Regions from separate parts of the Pan troglodytes genome. Here region 1 is linked to region 2. A link is a contact called in public HiChIP or PLAC-seq data. All regions are on one chromosome and are shown on one strand. Each heading gives the region's core, a stretch centred on a gene start, on an enhancer-like site or on the middle of the called end of the contact. The rest is flanking DNA. Distances are from core to core; before and after follow the strand shown. Region 1 holds the start of HEATR1 (HEAT repeat containing 1). Region 2 holds the start of RYR2 (ryanodine receptor 2).

Region 1 (6,740 bases), core at 3,422-5,921, 430 kb after region 2:
AAGTTGCTCCTGCTGATTTCCAAATCTTTTTTTTTTTTTTTTTTTTTAATTCCTAGCTCCCTCCCAGTACATTTCAAAATAACCAAAAAAAAAAAATTATAAATTTTTTGGTAGCAAGAGCACAAGTGCTCAAGCTTATAAAAATGCAAATAAATTTGTTTGGGATGCAATATGACGAAACACATACTTCTCAATCATTTAACTAGTCAACTTTTTTTTAGCATATTGCCAAAATGTAGATTTCATATGTTGACTTTACATTGCTAATTACACACATCCTATTTCTTTTCTCGTTATTTTTCTTTCTTTCTTTCTTTTTACTTTTTGAGACTCCCTCTGGTACCCAGGCTGGAGTTCAGTGGTGCAATTTCAGCTCACTTCAACCTCCGCCTCCCAGGCTCAATTGATCCTCCCATTTTCAGCCTCCCAGGGCGTGCTACCATGCTCGGCTAATTTTTGTGCTCATTGTAGAGGTGGAGTTTCCCCATGTTGCTCAGACTGGTCTTGAATTCCTGGGCTCAAGCGATATGCCAGCCTTGGCCTCTCAACCTGCTGGGTTTACAAGCGTGAGCCACTGAGCCCAGCAACAGATATATTTTCAAGTGGATGGTATCCCATCAGTTCTGATATATGATGTAAATACTCTACTAATAATAAAACTTTGAAGTTTCTGAAAATTTTACTTTTATTATAGTTAGAATAATTCTAAATTATTCCTATAATAATGCTACACTTATTCACTTGAATTCTGATACACATTTCTTGAACAGGAAGGAGATACAGATACAGCTTATGCACATTTACATTCATTCATTCATTTGATCAATAAATATGTATTGTTAACCACGTTCCAGGTACTTTATTTGGTAGTTAGGATTTAGTAGTAAACACGAGAAAGTCTTCAACATCATCCTTAGATCGTGATCTCTGCATATCACAAATCATACAAAATAAATTTGCTTAAAAATGTGGGAACCTGCCTTTCAAAACCTGCCATTTAGCACTACTGTGGCATAACCTATAAACCTAAACATAGACCCTCATGATTTATGCATTTAAGTTTGTGGGAAATAGGTCTCTTGTCCCTTGTCCTGAAAGTAAAAGACAACCCTGTCTGAATACACTGAATATCCGTGGATTGTACTGTTTCCGGACGCTGCTTAAGAGCATAGGGAGAATTTGTTTTTTTGTTTGTTTTTTGTTTTGTTTTATTTTTGAGATGGAGTTTCGCTCTTGTTGCCCAGGCTGGAGTGCAAATGGCACGATGTCGGCCCACTGCAACCTCCACCTCCCGGTTCAAGAGATTCTCCTGCCTCAGCCTCCCTAGTAGCTGGGATTACAGGCATGCGCCACCACGCCCGGCCAATTTTTTTTTAGTAGAGTCAGGATTAGTATTATTAGTAGAGATGGGGTTTCACCATGTTGGCCAGGCTGGTCTCAAACTCCTGACCTCAGGTGAGCCGCCCGCCTCAGCCTCCAAAGTGCTGGATTACAGGCATGAGCCACCGCACCTGGCCGGGACCCGACCAGGATGCTGAATACAGAAATGCTTAGGTAAGAGAAAAGAAAAGTTAATTTGTCACACTTTTCCTTTCAAACTACATGAACATGTTTTTGCATTATAAAGTATTATATCTAAGTAGTTCCAAACATGGAATTTCTTATTTCCTTTTTTCCCCCCCAATTTATGGTTCTGGATATACTCAGGAATTAGTGTAGAATTCTCAACAATCAGATATGGTTGCTGAGGAACATTTAACAATATTAAACAATTCACATGACTCTGAAATTTGAAAGTAGGTAGATACAGACATAACATGAACAAAGGGTGATACCAATTCTTTACACTGGCAACTAGGTGGACATTGAATGATATGCTTGTGAGTAATTTACTTTAATGAACAATTTCATTAAGTAATATTTACCAAAAAAACAAATACAACTTTAGATTTATTCAAATAATTTTACTTAAAATTTTGTCACTAATTAAACCCCGTCTCTACTAAAAATACAAAAATTAGCTGGGTGTGGTGGCAGGCACCTGTAATCCCAGCTAGTTGAGAAGCTGAGGCAGAGAATTGCTTGAACCTGGGAGGCAGAGGTTGCAGTGAGCTGAGATCGCGCCACCACACTCCAGCCTGGGCGACAGAGCAAGACTCCATCTCAAAACAAAAAATAAATATTGTCACTAATTATACTTTACATCTTATAAGAAAGGTAAATCTTTTGAAAAAAGTGAAAAAGATTTAATGTATTGCTTTTTAATTTAATTTATATTTTTATTGAAACATTCAAACTATATGTTTTGAATATAATTAAATTTTATTTTTAATCCTTTTTGATCATTATTTCTGATAGAACACAATTACATGAAAATCTTGATCAAACAGCATACATGGTAATTTTGCTGAAATGAAGGTAAATTTTCATGGGCTAAATATATAGGAAATGTATTAACTATCGATGTCTTTATCACTCATCCAAAATAATCAGCCAATCAATAGGACACCCGGACAGGTATGATAATAATTAAATGCAGTCAGATTTTGCTGATTTTCATCTATGTAAAAACATTTTTATTTTGCCATTATAAATGTTTACTCACCAATATTGAGTTATAGCATATCCTAGTTAATAATGTGTTAATTTATAACTTTTTAAATATTTACACCTACAGCCGTGAGTCCATCTGTACTCTTTCTCAGGCTCCATAAGTCTTAGGGATGGGCTTTATGCCAACGTGCTGAAGCCAGTATTATAGTGAGGGAATACAAGAAATAAAGAGGTAAACAAACAGACAAATCAGGTCATTTCAAGTAGTGATAATGGCTATGAAGAAAATACCAGCTTGGTACATCTGTCCGTCAGATAAAAATATATAATTCAAGATTATTACATTTTTTTAAAACCAAAGCTTTTTTTTAAAAAAAATTACATTTATGAACATCTGACTTGTTTTCCTTTTTACTTTCCAAAGTAAAATTCGGCATGGCACTATACACCATCACAGCTGACATAGGAAGGACTGAGTCAAATCTTTGTAGCACTTTTTAAAGTTTCACTTAGATAAAGCTTTTAAAAAATATATACGGTATTTTTTAAGCAAAAAAAGCAAATTATCTTATCGATGAAACAGACCTGGTGTTCATTTCTTTTAAAGTACCGAAAGCTGATTGCTTCTGTAAAGGTAAAATTCCTGTGACACGTTAGAAAGAAAAAAAAATTCCTTTGAGAGATATGTTCGTAAGAATGAAATAGGTACTACTAGAATTTTCATGTTATTCTCTGCAAGGCACTCAACACCACATGAAAAGAAGATTATTAACGGTCAGTAGAAATACTAATAACTGAAGAAAATATTTGGTTGTTTTCAATGCTTTTAAAGCAAACCAACAAAAGATTGTTTGTAAATGGGAGAGAATCTGCATGAGGTATAGACAACCAGGGCCTCCAAATTTGTAGCTGTGTTTCTGACATTCTCCAGGGAAGACGGTTACAGAAAGACTTGACCCCCTGGCCCCGCAGAGCTCTTCGGAGAAATTAATGCATCCAGAAAAGACAGAGCATCAGATCTCACTCCTTCGTCTGGAAGACGAAGTTCATCCTAGTTCTAGCGCATACCAGTGTTTTGGAAACAGATTAGGTATATTCATACATAAGGATACTCTTCTGCAACACTATCTGTAGTGAGGCCAAGAAGACCAGTGGTTGCGGGAATCTTCGCAAACAGGCAAGAGACAATTTTTAGGGGCGATGGAAACTGTCATTTTGACTGGGGAGGTCATTACACCTATACATGCATTTGCTAAAAGTCATCAAACTCTTCCACTGACGTGGGTGCAACCATTGTTTGTAAATTATACCTCAACAGGATTCGATTAATTTATTTATTGAGACAGTCTCGCTCTGTGGAGTACAGTGGTGCGATCTTGGCCCACTGCAACCTCCGACTCCCGGGTTCCAGCGATTCTTCTGCCTCAGCTTTCCTAGTAGCTGGGATTACAGGCGCCCGCCACCACGTCCGGCTAATTCTTTTATTTTTAGTAGAGACGGGGTTTCGCTATGTTGGCCAGGCTGGTCCCGAACTCCTGACCTCAGGTGATCAGCCCGCCTGAGCTTCCCAAAGTGCTCGGATTACAGGCCGCGCCTGACTAGGATTCGTTTTGAAAGAAGAAAATATATGCCATTTACCCCTCGGGAATGGAAACATAGAGGAGTGACAAGATCTCCCCCAAGCTCTGGGGCGGTGGAGTCCAGCATTTATAGATCGGTTTGCACTAGGAGCAGAGGCTCCTTTCACGACAATCTCGGCCTCTTCCCACTTTGTAGAGTAAGTAACAAGCTCGGAGAGATGAAATAATTTGGTGGCGTTAACCCGGCCGACAGGCGCCAGCGCCAGGATTTGAACCCAAACCACGTGACTTCACAACCCGTAGCTTTCAGCACTACGCGGTGCCGCTGGCACCTAGTAAAGGCTGGATCACTATATACTGAAAGAATGTTTCCGGCTACGGATCCTTAAAGCCCACAGAAGGCCCATCCAGAGACCGAAAGCTTCAGACACAAGCCGCAGAGCAGACCGCTAGACCGGAGCTACAGAGGCGAAGCTCGGACTTGAGCCTGAGTCCGGCGGGCTGAGGGGCGGGCTTTCGTCTCGGGAGGCGGAGCTGTCTCGTCGCATTCCCGGCAAGCTTGAACCTCTTCACCTGCCGTAGTGCCTGCAGCCGGAAGTTGCTCTACAGCATGCTTTAGGTTTCCGGGTGAGGATTGGGCTCCTTGGTACCATGTGGGAAGTGCTGTGAAGAGTTGTTGCCTTCCAAGATATACCCAAATTCCCAGTTCTAGGTAAGGAGGAGCACAGAGCCGCTTGATGTGGCTGCGGATGGGGGCGGCATATCGAGGGAGGGTAAGAGTTTTCCGGATATCTGCGGAATCAGGGTTGAAGGAAAGCCTTGGCGCGGTCGCCGCTACTGTAATTAGTTGTTAACGCTGTTGCCATCGTCTTTGCATCTCCGGGGTCCACAAATCTCAGGACAGCCGCGTTGTGTGTCCATGACGGTGCTGAGTGCAGAAGAAAATTGTTTGTTTACGAGGCGCCTTATAGTTTCGTAGAAACTTATCAAAGTGCTTACTTTTTTTAGCCCGTGTCATTAAAACTCCGCTGGCGTGAAAGATGACGTCCTTAGCCCAGCAGCTGCAACGACTCGCCCTCCCTCAAAGTGATGCCAGCCTCTTATCTAGAGATGAAGTTGCTTCTTTGTTATTTGACCCTAAGGAAGCGGCCACAATCGACAGGGACACCGCCTTCGCCATTGGTGAGCCATCTTTTAACTTAGAAAAGCTCTTGGAAGCGTTTGTTTTCTGGATGTTACTTTTTTTTTTTTTTCCCTTGTTTTCTCTTCTGTCCCGTCCTTTTCCTTAGCAGTTTCTAGCATGTTGATGTATATTTTTAAGGGAAAGAGAACATAACAGTCAGGTGCTTGGTGCTTGAAATGTTTATGAGTAGAGGTATCTGGATTTCACAGATGAAGAAACAAAATTAGAGAGGTCAACTAATATGTCAAAGAGAAGAACAGCTAAAAGGGGGATGGAGGCAGTGACTGGGGTGACGGAGAAGTCCTCTCAGAGGACTGGCCTAGTTATTGTAGGGGATATCCAAAAAAAAAAAAGTGTTCCTTGCCATGAAGTACTTTCTGTTCTAGTAGATGAGATAGGATTTACTCTAAATGTTGAAAACTAGAAATCAGTGTTTGGGACTGTATTATAAATTATATGTACTTAAAGAATTCAGAAACTTCTTAGGGGTAAGTAAAACTGTAAAAGAGGGGTGGGATGAATTTGCTTACGAAGGATTGTTAAATAAACTGGCCTTTTTTGAAATTTAGGATGTACTGGCCTGGAAGAGTTGCTTGGAATTGATCCTTCCTTTGAGCAGTTTGAAGCACCGTTGTTCAGTCAGCTAGCAAAAACCTTGGAGCGAAGTGTTCAGACCAAAGCAGTAAACAAACAGCTGGATGAAAACATTTCATTATTCCTTATTCACTTGTCGCCTTACTTCCTGCTTAAGCCAGCACAGAAGTGTCTGGAGTGGTTGATTCACAGGTAGCTAATAGAATTACAGAAATAACTATGGGCTAATCACTTTGGTCTTGTAAAAAATAAAGTAGTTGAGAACTTATCAAGTTAAAGCTGAAAAATTAGGTATATTAAGAGATTGATACAATGTCCATTGTGTGAGATAAGCATGCTCTTCTGCCTTTAAATTCTTTTTTGTTGATAGTGAAAAGTAGAACTACTGGTGATTTTGAGTAAATGGTCTAACCTCATTAGTTTTTTTTGTTTTTTTTTTTTTTTTTTTTTGAGATAGAGTCTTGCTGGTCACTCAGGCTGGAGTGCAATATTGAAATCTTGGCTCACTGAAACCTTTGCCTCCCAGGTTCAAGTGATTCTCCCACCTCAGCCTCCCAAGTAGCTGGGATTACAGGCACCTGCCATAATGCCTGGATGAGTTTTGTGTTTTTGTAGAGATGGAGTTTCACTGTGTTAGCCAGGCTGGTCTTTAACCCCTGACCTCAGGTGATCCACCTGCCTCGGCCTCCCAAAATACTGGGATTACAGGTGTGAGCCACCTCGCCCAGCCTAACCTCGTTAGTTCTGAAGAGCCCATGCTACTTTGCCATTACAGCTTGTTCCTGCACACTTGAGGCAGTGAGTACTAAGCTTCTTTCTTGGCAAAATAA
Region 2 (7,332 bases), core at 4,247-6,746:
CAAGAGATCCCAGATTTTGTGACACAGATAAGCTCATGAAGGCAGAAGAGCCAGAACAGGAAATAGGATAGAATCTTTTGGGATAACCACACACTTGGAGTAAAAGGAATGAAAAGCACCTGGAAAAAGCATGATCAGAAATGTAAAAAATTACCCAGAAGGTACCATGTCCCCAAAGTCAAAAGAGTAGCTTCAAAAAGGAAAGTCAGGGTCGTAGAGCTTGAGAAGGAATCTAAGGGAATAGGGACAGAGAGGGACATTTAGACGTGGCAAGGAGGGAGTTACTGGCAACATCCTGGAAAGTAGATTGAAGAAGGAAGAGAAGCTAGATAATTACATGGAGAGGGGTACAAGCAGTGGGAGAAGACCACTTCTGCAGGAGGGGAGCAACCAAATAAGGTATCCGGGTCAAAGACAGACATTTTAAGATGGGAGAAATTAACAGGCTTCAAGATAAACCAGAAGGAGTAAGTGGATAGGGAGGCAAAAAAAAAAAAAAAAAAAAAAAGGATAGAAAGGATGGATTCCAATCTTGGCTTCCAGGACCAAGATTCAGGCCATGTGAGGGACTGTAATATTAGAAAAGACAAAAGAAACCTCCTTTTCACTGGCTGGAAGGACAAGAGGACAGATTTGGAGACAGAACTCTATGAAGGTCAAGTTAAGGATAAAATGGAAAAGTGGGTTTAAATCTACTCTATAAAGAATGATGTGCTGGTAAACCTCCTTTCTGGAAATTCTTCACAGATTTTCATATACTCTGCATTACTAAATGCCACTAACTTGGAGTGTGACACTGGGCCAAGTCATTTGGCTCTCTGAGCTTTTGTTTCCTTATCTGCAATATCAGAGAGGCATGGGTTGGACAGGGTAATGTTTTCTAAAGGCCTCTTCCTACCCTAATGTTTTGGAGTTTGTTTATGCATTTTTCCTTCTGATTGCTCCATGCCATCCTCTATATCTATTCTTTGCAATTACAGCTGCAAACCACTTCCCTACTTATTTGGAATACTTCCTTAACATGCTATGCATACAGACGGTGTTCAACAAATGTTTTCTGAATTAATCTAATTCCCACAATGTCAGAGTTTCAGGAAAAATGTGTGCTTCATCACCTCTCCCTCTCTCCCGAAAGCTATCTAAAGAAGCACAGTCACCCAGTGCTGCTGGAGTCCTTTCTTGGGTAATTCAGCCATGATAAAAACACTTATCTGAAGCCAAAGTACAAATACAATTGAATGTCAAATAAATTAGTGCCCTAAGCGTTTTAGATCTTGCCCTTCCTGCCAATGTGTACATGCTAATTTCTAAGTTAAAATAAAATAAGTCTGATGATGTAAGCCTGGGTGGGCTTTCCATCAGTTCCTTGGGAAAATACCATAGTGCATATCTATCTAAAACTCCTCATAGCTTCATTATGAAGGGAGCAAAAAGTGCGAATTTCCACTGCTCATTCCATCTTTTCATTTGTACTCTGTGACATTCCTACAGCTGAGAAAACTGACTTGGTATTCTTTTGCTATAAACCTAAAACATACTTGAACAGCAGATAAAGAAGCCTTTCTCTCCTGGAAAGAACACTATTAGCCTAAGATTTGAATTTTAGTCCTCGTTCTGCACTGCTGAGTACTGACTTCATACCATTAAACTTCCTGGACCTCTACAAACTAGGGCTAAGTATTCCCATCCAACCTACTATGCAGTGTTGTACACCGGCATCTATACTGCATAATTGTCACTATTTGTCGATGAGTATATTTAAAGATGCTTCTTGTCACTGTGGAACAAGATGTATGAACACTGAGAAGAAATCTATAATGAAATACTTCATTCTGCAAAGGAAGACAGGAGGAAGACCGTAAGCATTCCTATCAGGATCATTCTTACAGCCAGGACTAAGCTTTAAGTCTCAATCTATGGGTAAATACAAAACTACATGACACAGTACACCACAAGGGTAACTCAACTGTGCTTAGACAAATGAAAGAAAGAAAAAGTACTCAAAAAAAAAAAAAAAAAAACTTGACCAAGGTCATTTTATACCATGGTTTTCCTAAAGTCAGAGGAATATCTTCTGTAACATTCTGTATGATTGTTGGAAAAAAAAGAAAAGAGGACCATAACGAAAAAGATGCGTGTTTTTAAATGCCAAATGACAGTTTGTTGCTACATTGGTAAGTTAATAAAACCTTTAAAATAAAACACACATTCCAAATCATGGATATGTTTGGATATGACAGTGAATGAATCCATTACAAGCTGACAGCTTATTTTATGATAGGATTTTTCTCTCATAAAATAAGTGTCCCAGCATATCCAGAGTTTACACAAACATATTTTCAATCTCTCTCAAAGATAAACAGACCCAAGTGGGCAGGTTTCCAGCAGATGGGGGAGCCACTGAATCAATGATCATTCATCTACATAACTATTTGGAAGGAATGTGAGCCAACTCGACAAGCAGCAGCAAATGGAACAGAGATGCCAGAGAGACGGGTACAAGCTAAACAGTGACAAACCCCTTTGCAAATGAGGAATTAATTTACAGCAGCATACATAACTCACAGATACAGCCCATTAAAGATTTCACCTCTACTTCCCTTAACAGTGATCTCACGCCTCTTCTAAAAAAAGAAAAGCAAAAAAGCTTTCTGTGGACAGTGGTCAAAAAGATGCCTCAATGTGCTGGGGTGCTGAATACAAATCCAATAGACAATGACCTGCTCAAGATAATAATCCAGATGTTCTAATCAGAACATATGAAATGTCCCATCAAATTCACAATTATGGTGTCTTAATGACTGTTTTTCTTTTTCTATGCAAAACAGCTTCATCCATCACTATCAAGAATTCTTCCATCTACAACTGTTTTATCAAGATGTACAGATTCCTAATACTCCTTGGGCTATTTGCTTAAAAAAAAAAAAAGAAGAAGAAGAAGAAATAACTCATATTGACAAGCTTGCACATGACAGAGAAATAAATGCCCTCAGAAAAAAAAGAAGCGACTTCAATGTGGGAACTATACTACAGTCTCCCCATTATTCACCCCATCAGCATTTCTGAACCACCAACATTCTCAGGTTAAGAGGGAAAAAAAAGGGGGTGGGGGAGGGAAGGATGGACGGTAATGGGTGGAGAAGCCGGTAAAGGATTTGAGAATTTCCATATGAAAATTGGAAAATTGTGAGGAAAGGCATGTTTTCCTTTTAGATGTTAATGCTATACCAAAAAAAAAAAAAAAAAAAAAAAATCCCCCTGCTCCACTGTGTCACCTCCTTCAAGGTCATTTATCTTCAGCACAACAACCTACGGATGTTTTATTAAAAGAAAAATCCCAGCCTGGGACTGCCAGATCTCTACCCAGGACCCACTTATCAAAGGTGCTGCTCTAGCTGACAGGCAGCTGCTGAGTGGCACAGAGTTAACATTACTTTATATGTGCAGAACCTCATCAGCCAGCACGTTCCCTCGGTCCCCATTAAGCATTCTGATAACACCACCTCCATGAGCTCGGCTTAACAGTTAAGCCCGCAGGAAGCCCTTGAGTGCATGAAGCCTGCCAAAATGTCCCAGCTAATTTTAACCCCGCAGAGTTTGATACGAATTGATTGAAAAATTATACAGCAACCGTATTTGTCCACCTGAATAAAACAGTCCTTAGTTTTGAGAAAAATCTAATGTGGTGTTAATTACTTAAAAAAAAAAAACCCTTATAGTCTATTTTCTATGAAAAAGACAACTGTATTACTAGCAGCTTTATACACCGTGACCAAGGTATTAGTGAAGAGGCTCTTCCAAGCCCGGTCTTGGGCCAACAGTACTTCAAAAAGCATATGCAATGGTGCATAACCTGCAGCTATTAGACTGGATTACTATTAGGTTGCCATCTGATGTGGACCCTGGATTTTTATCCTTCCCAAAGCTTTCTCCCAGTCCGTTGAATGCACAAAAGAGAAAGAGACAGTCGTTTACAACGTTCCTTTGCAAATTCGCTGTTTTCATATGTTTAGTACCCAAATACATCAAGACTATTTTCACACCTAAAAGTTAATATTCCAAAATTCCACCGTCTCTACGATTTTCTGTGATTATAGGTAACCGTAACCGGGAAGTGGTTTTGTTTGTTTGTTTGTTTGTTTTGTTTTGTTTTTGTACTGCTGAGGAAAGAAGTACCAGCAGAAGCTGCAGTTCTAGGTTGGGGAAGTCTGGGGAATCCTGCAAGGGAACATCCTTCGGGAAGGAGGACAGAAGTGGAGAAGGAACGACTGAAAGGATGCTAACTAGGTTATTCTTAGCGGGAAGTTAGGGCATTTTCTTTTCTGGAGAGGCTCTCCAGTCCCAGCTTGGAGGTGTGCAATGCCTCAGCCTGGGAAGTATCTGCAGTGTTCGAACAAATGAGAGAAAGGAAGGAGCAGTGCCAAGAGGTACTTAAGGAGAAAGAATTGTATTAGTGTGGAGCCAACCTTTCCCTGCCTGCCACCCAGTGTGGGGCAGCCACCCTGCCCTTACACTGACACTTACACACACACACTTTGCTTCACTTGGCATGCAGTAAGCCAGCATTTAGAGAACGACACGTTCACGATGTTCTCCCCAACACCACCCGCGCGCGCGCACACACGCAAACACACGCTCGCTTCCCATGCCTTCCACGCTTTGCAAGCGGTCACAGCACCACCACGGATGGCACCAGCCCCGGGAACCGCGGGGACCACGGAGGCGACTCCTCCTCCGCTTTCGCAGCACCTTGACTTGGGGGAAACCTCCGCGCAGCGTCCTGCACCATCACCCCCGCCCCCGGTCAGCTGCGCCGCACGCTACACGGAGTAAGCGAACCAACGTCTTCGCTCCGTGACAACGCGCGGGTCCAGCCCGAAAGCCCAAGAAACCTCCCGGCGGCGGTATTCCCAGAAACAGCCCGAGTTCCCGCCGCTCCCCGCGCCCCCACGGGCCACCCTGCTGTGCACCCTGCCCCCGGCCGCCCGGGAGGTCCCAGCCGTGCCACCAGGCAGGCCGGACCGGCCGTCCCCTCCTCCCCCGGTTCCCGCAGCTCCGACGCTCCTGTCCCCGGTGCCCCGGGTCCGAGCCCGGGCGCCTGCCGCCGGCTAGCCGCGCTCCATCCTCTAGCTTTCCACACTCGCGCACAGACACGCGCCCTTGCCTTCCCTCGCCCCAACACGCACACCTGCACACACTTGGTGATGCCCGCTCCTCCCGCATCCTCAGGAGGCACCCCTCGCCCCGCCCGCGAGTCCCCGCTGCCCGCTGTCACTCTGCCCGGACCCCGCTAGTGGATGCCCTGACGCCCCCTTCCCCTGACAGCACACGCGACGCACGGCGCTTACAGTTCGCAGGAACTGGATCTCGTCTTCGCCCTCGCCCCCATCGGCCATGGTTCCGCGCCTCCTCGCCGGGGCCGGCTCCCGAGCCCCGCGGAGCTCGGCGGCGGCGGCGGCCCCTGGCGCTGCCTTCTGCTTCTGCTGCCGGGAGCCGGGGGCTGGAGGGGGCCGCGCTGCCGGGTGCCGAGCGCCGGGCGGTCCCCGCCTGCAGAGCGGAGGAGGAGGCGCGGACGCTCGGGCGCGGGTGGTCGAGGCGCGGGGCCTCCCTGCTCCGCACTGTGCGGGAGGAGGGCGGCCCGGGCCCGGAGGACGCGGGGAAGCAGCCCCGCAGCCCAGCCGCGCTCGCTGCCTGCAGCCAGCGGTCCGCTCGGCCCCGGCTCCTCCGAGCAAGTGCGCGGAGCCAGCTGAGCCGGGGTTAGTGCAGCGGTGGGGGTGGGGTGTGGGGGCGGGCGGGGAGGAGCTCGGCGGCTCCCCGCTGCTGCAGGTAATCCGCAGCCCGCTCCTCCGGGCCGCCAAACCCGAGGCCCAGCGCCACTTACTGGCTGCGCTGGGAATCGGGGCCGGAGCGCACCCGGCGAGCGCACAGCCTCCTACCTGCGCCCCGCTGGGGTCCCTGGGCTCATTCCCCTGCCCCTTCCGAGCTTAAAACCGCCGGCACGACGCCCCTTCCTCCTGGACTGGGCTAGGGCGCTAACTTCCAAGGCACTTCGGATCGCACGGAAGAATGATATCTTTCACCTGGGCGCACGGGGTGGCTAATCTCCAAGTAGAGATTACCCAACACCTGGTATTTTAAACGTGGATTACCTCTATTCATGATCAAATGGGAATTCTTCAAGATCTAGTTTTAGTGTACCATGCTTTTCGCAGATAATCGATGCAACGTGCACGGTTTTGGTGCACAGAACTTTAACATTCAACAAATATATAGTGAGCGCCTATGCCAGACAATGTGGTACAAGACAGACCCAGAAGTGTGTAGTCTGTATTCGAAGTGCAAGCCTTAATTCAACAAGGAATTGCGGTAAAGTATGGGATACTATCTATAAGTCTGAACCACTGGATGGGTCTAAAGTCAGACTGTGCTACCCATTATCCTTGCTGAGAGAAGAAATTCAAGCATTCCACCGCAGATAGTAATATCTTGCTCTCGCAATCCTCCATGCAATAGTCTACCAAATGCCTGCTTAACAAACGGCTATGACTAAGAAAATACAGGGTCTGAGACAATTTGGACAAGAAAGCAATTTGTCTCTTGTTCCTAGTCCACAGCGCTTTCATTTATCATACTTAAAATAAGTATGTGCAAAGTAAAGTTTTCAAATGTCAGTACTACAGAGATGCAGACATTGTAAAACAAGGATTTTTGCGTCCGTTTACCTACATCTTACATTCTGCGGCATCTAACTCATTATTAAAATCGACCACTGAGTTCTATGCAGTTTATATTTTATTTTTAGCATTCATTAACTTTGTACTTACTGGGGTAGGTTTTGTAAATTTCCAGGAGAATGACAATATGTGTATAAATACTCGCTGTCCGTGGTAGAACTAGTAATGTTCTGCCCTATCTCATGGAAGTATACCAGTCACCTTACCTAAAAACTTGACCTATCCCTGTAGCCATGACGACTAACCAACTCTTAAACCATTATTATTTATGTGAATGTTTACTCTTACGAGTCTCTAAAGGAACAACCAGTGAGCTCCCAAAAAGTCGGGTAAGAGTCCTCCATGAGCAATGACTATATTCTGAAATTGGCTCCTGATTTAATGTTAAATGATTTGATCTTCCAAATTTAGAACGTATCAAATTGACGTTTTAAACTATTTTATTCAGAACTATGCAGAGACAGGTTTCTTAATTACTCCATTCTACCCAGATGGTAGGTAAAATAATATAAAAACGCTTACCACGTCTTCATTTTGGCATTTTAACTAGGCTGTAAACTGTTCTAGCAAGAGTTATGGTTATTATTTCTTTAGTTCT

What was found. HiChIP or PLAC-seq counts read pairs in DNA pulled down with a chosen protein or histone mark.
Region 1: a contact with region 2 is called in an H3K4me3 HiChIP or PLAC-seq map of stem cell-derived excitatory neurons, with 9 times the contacts expected there. The contact joins the promoter of HEATR1 here to the promoter of RYR2 in region 2. A contact is called at or near these places in 1 of 7 Hi-C or Micro-C datasets (induced pluripotent stem cells) and 1 of 1 datasets of contacts at active chromatin or transcription factors (stem cell-derived excitatory neurons).

What each region holds. Positions count from the first base shown.
Region 1 is chr1:12,555,264-12,562,003 of NHGRI_mPanTro3-v2.0_pri, forward strand. It overlaps HEATR1 (HEAT repeat containing 1), which reads left to right and starts at 4,672. Exons shown (of 45, transcript XM_001157116.8): 1 at 4,672-4,845; 2 at 5,142-5,315; 3 at 5,886-6,102. The coding sequence starts at 5,174.
Region 2 is chr1:12,125,097-12,132,428 of NHGRI_mPanTro3-v2.0_pri, forward strand. It overlaps RYR2 (ryanodine receptor 2), which reads right to left and starts at 5,497. Exons shown (of 103, transcript XM_063790311.1): 1 at 5,349-5,497. The coding sequence starts at 5,396.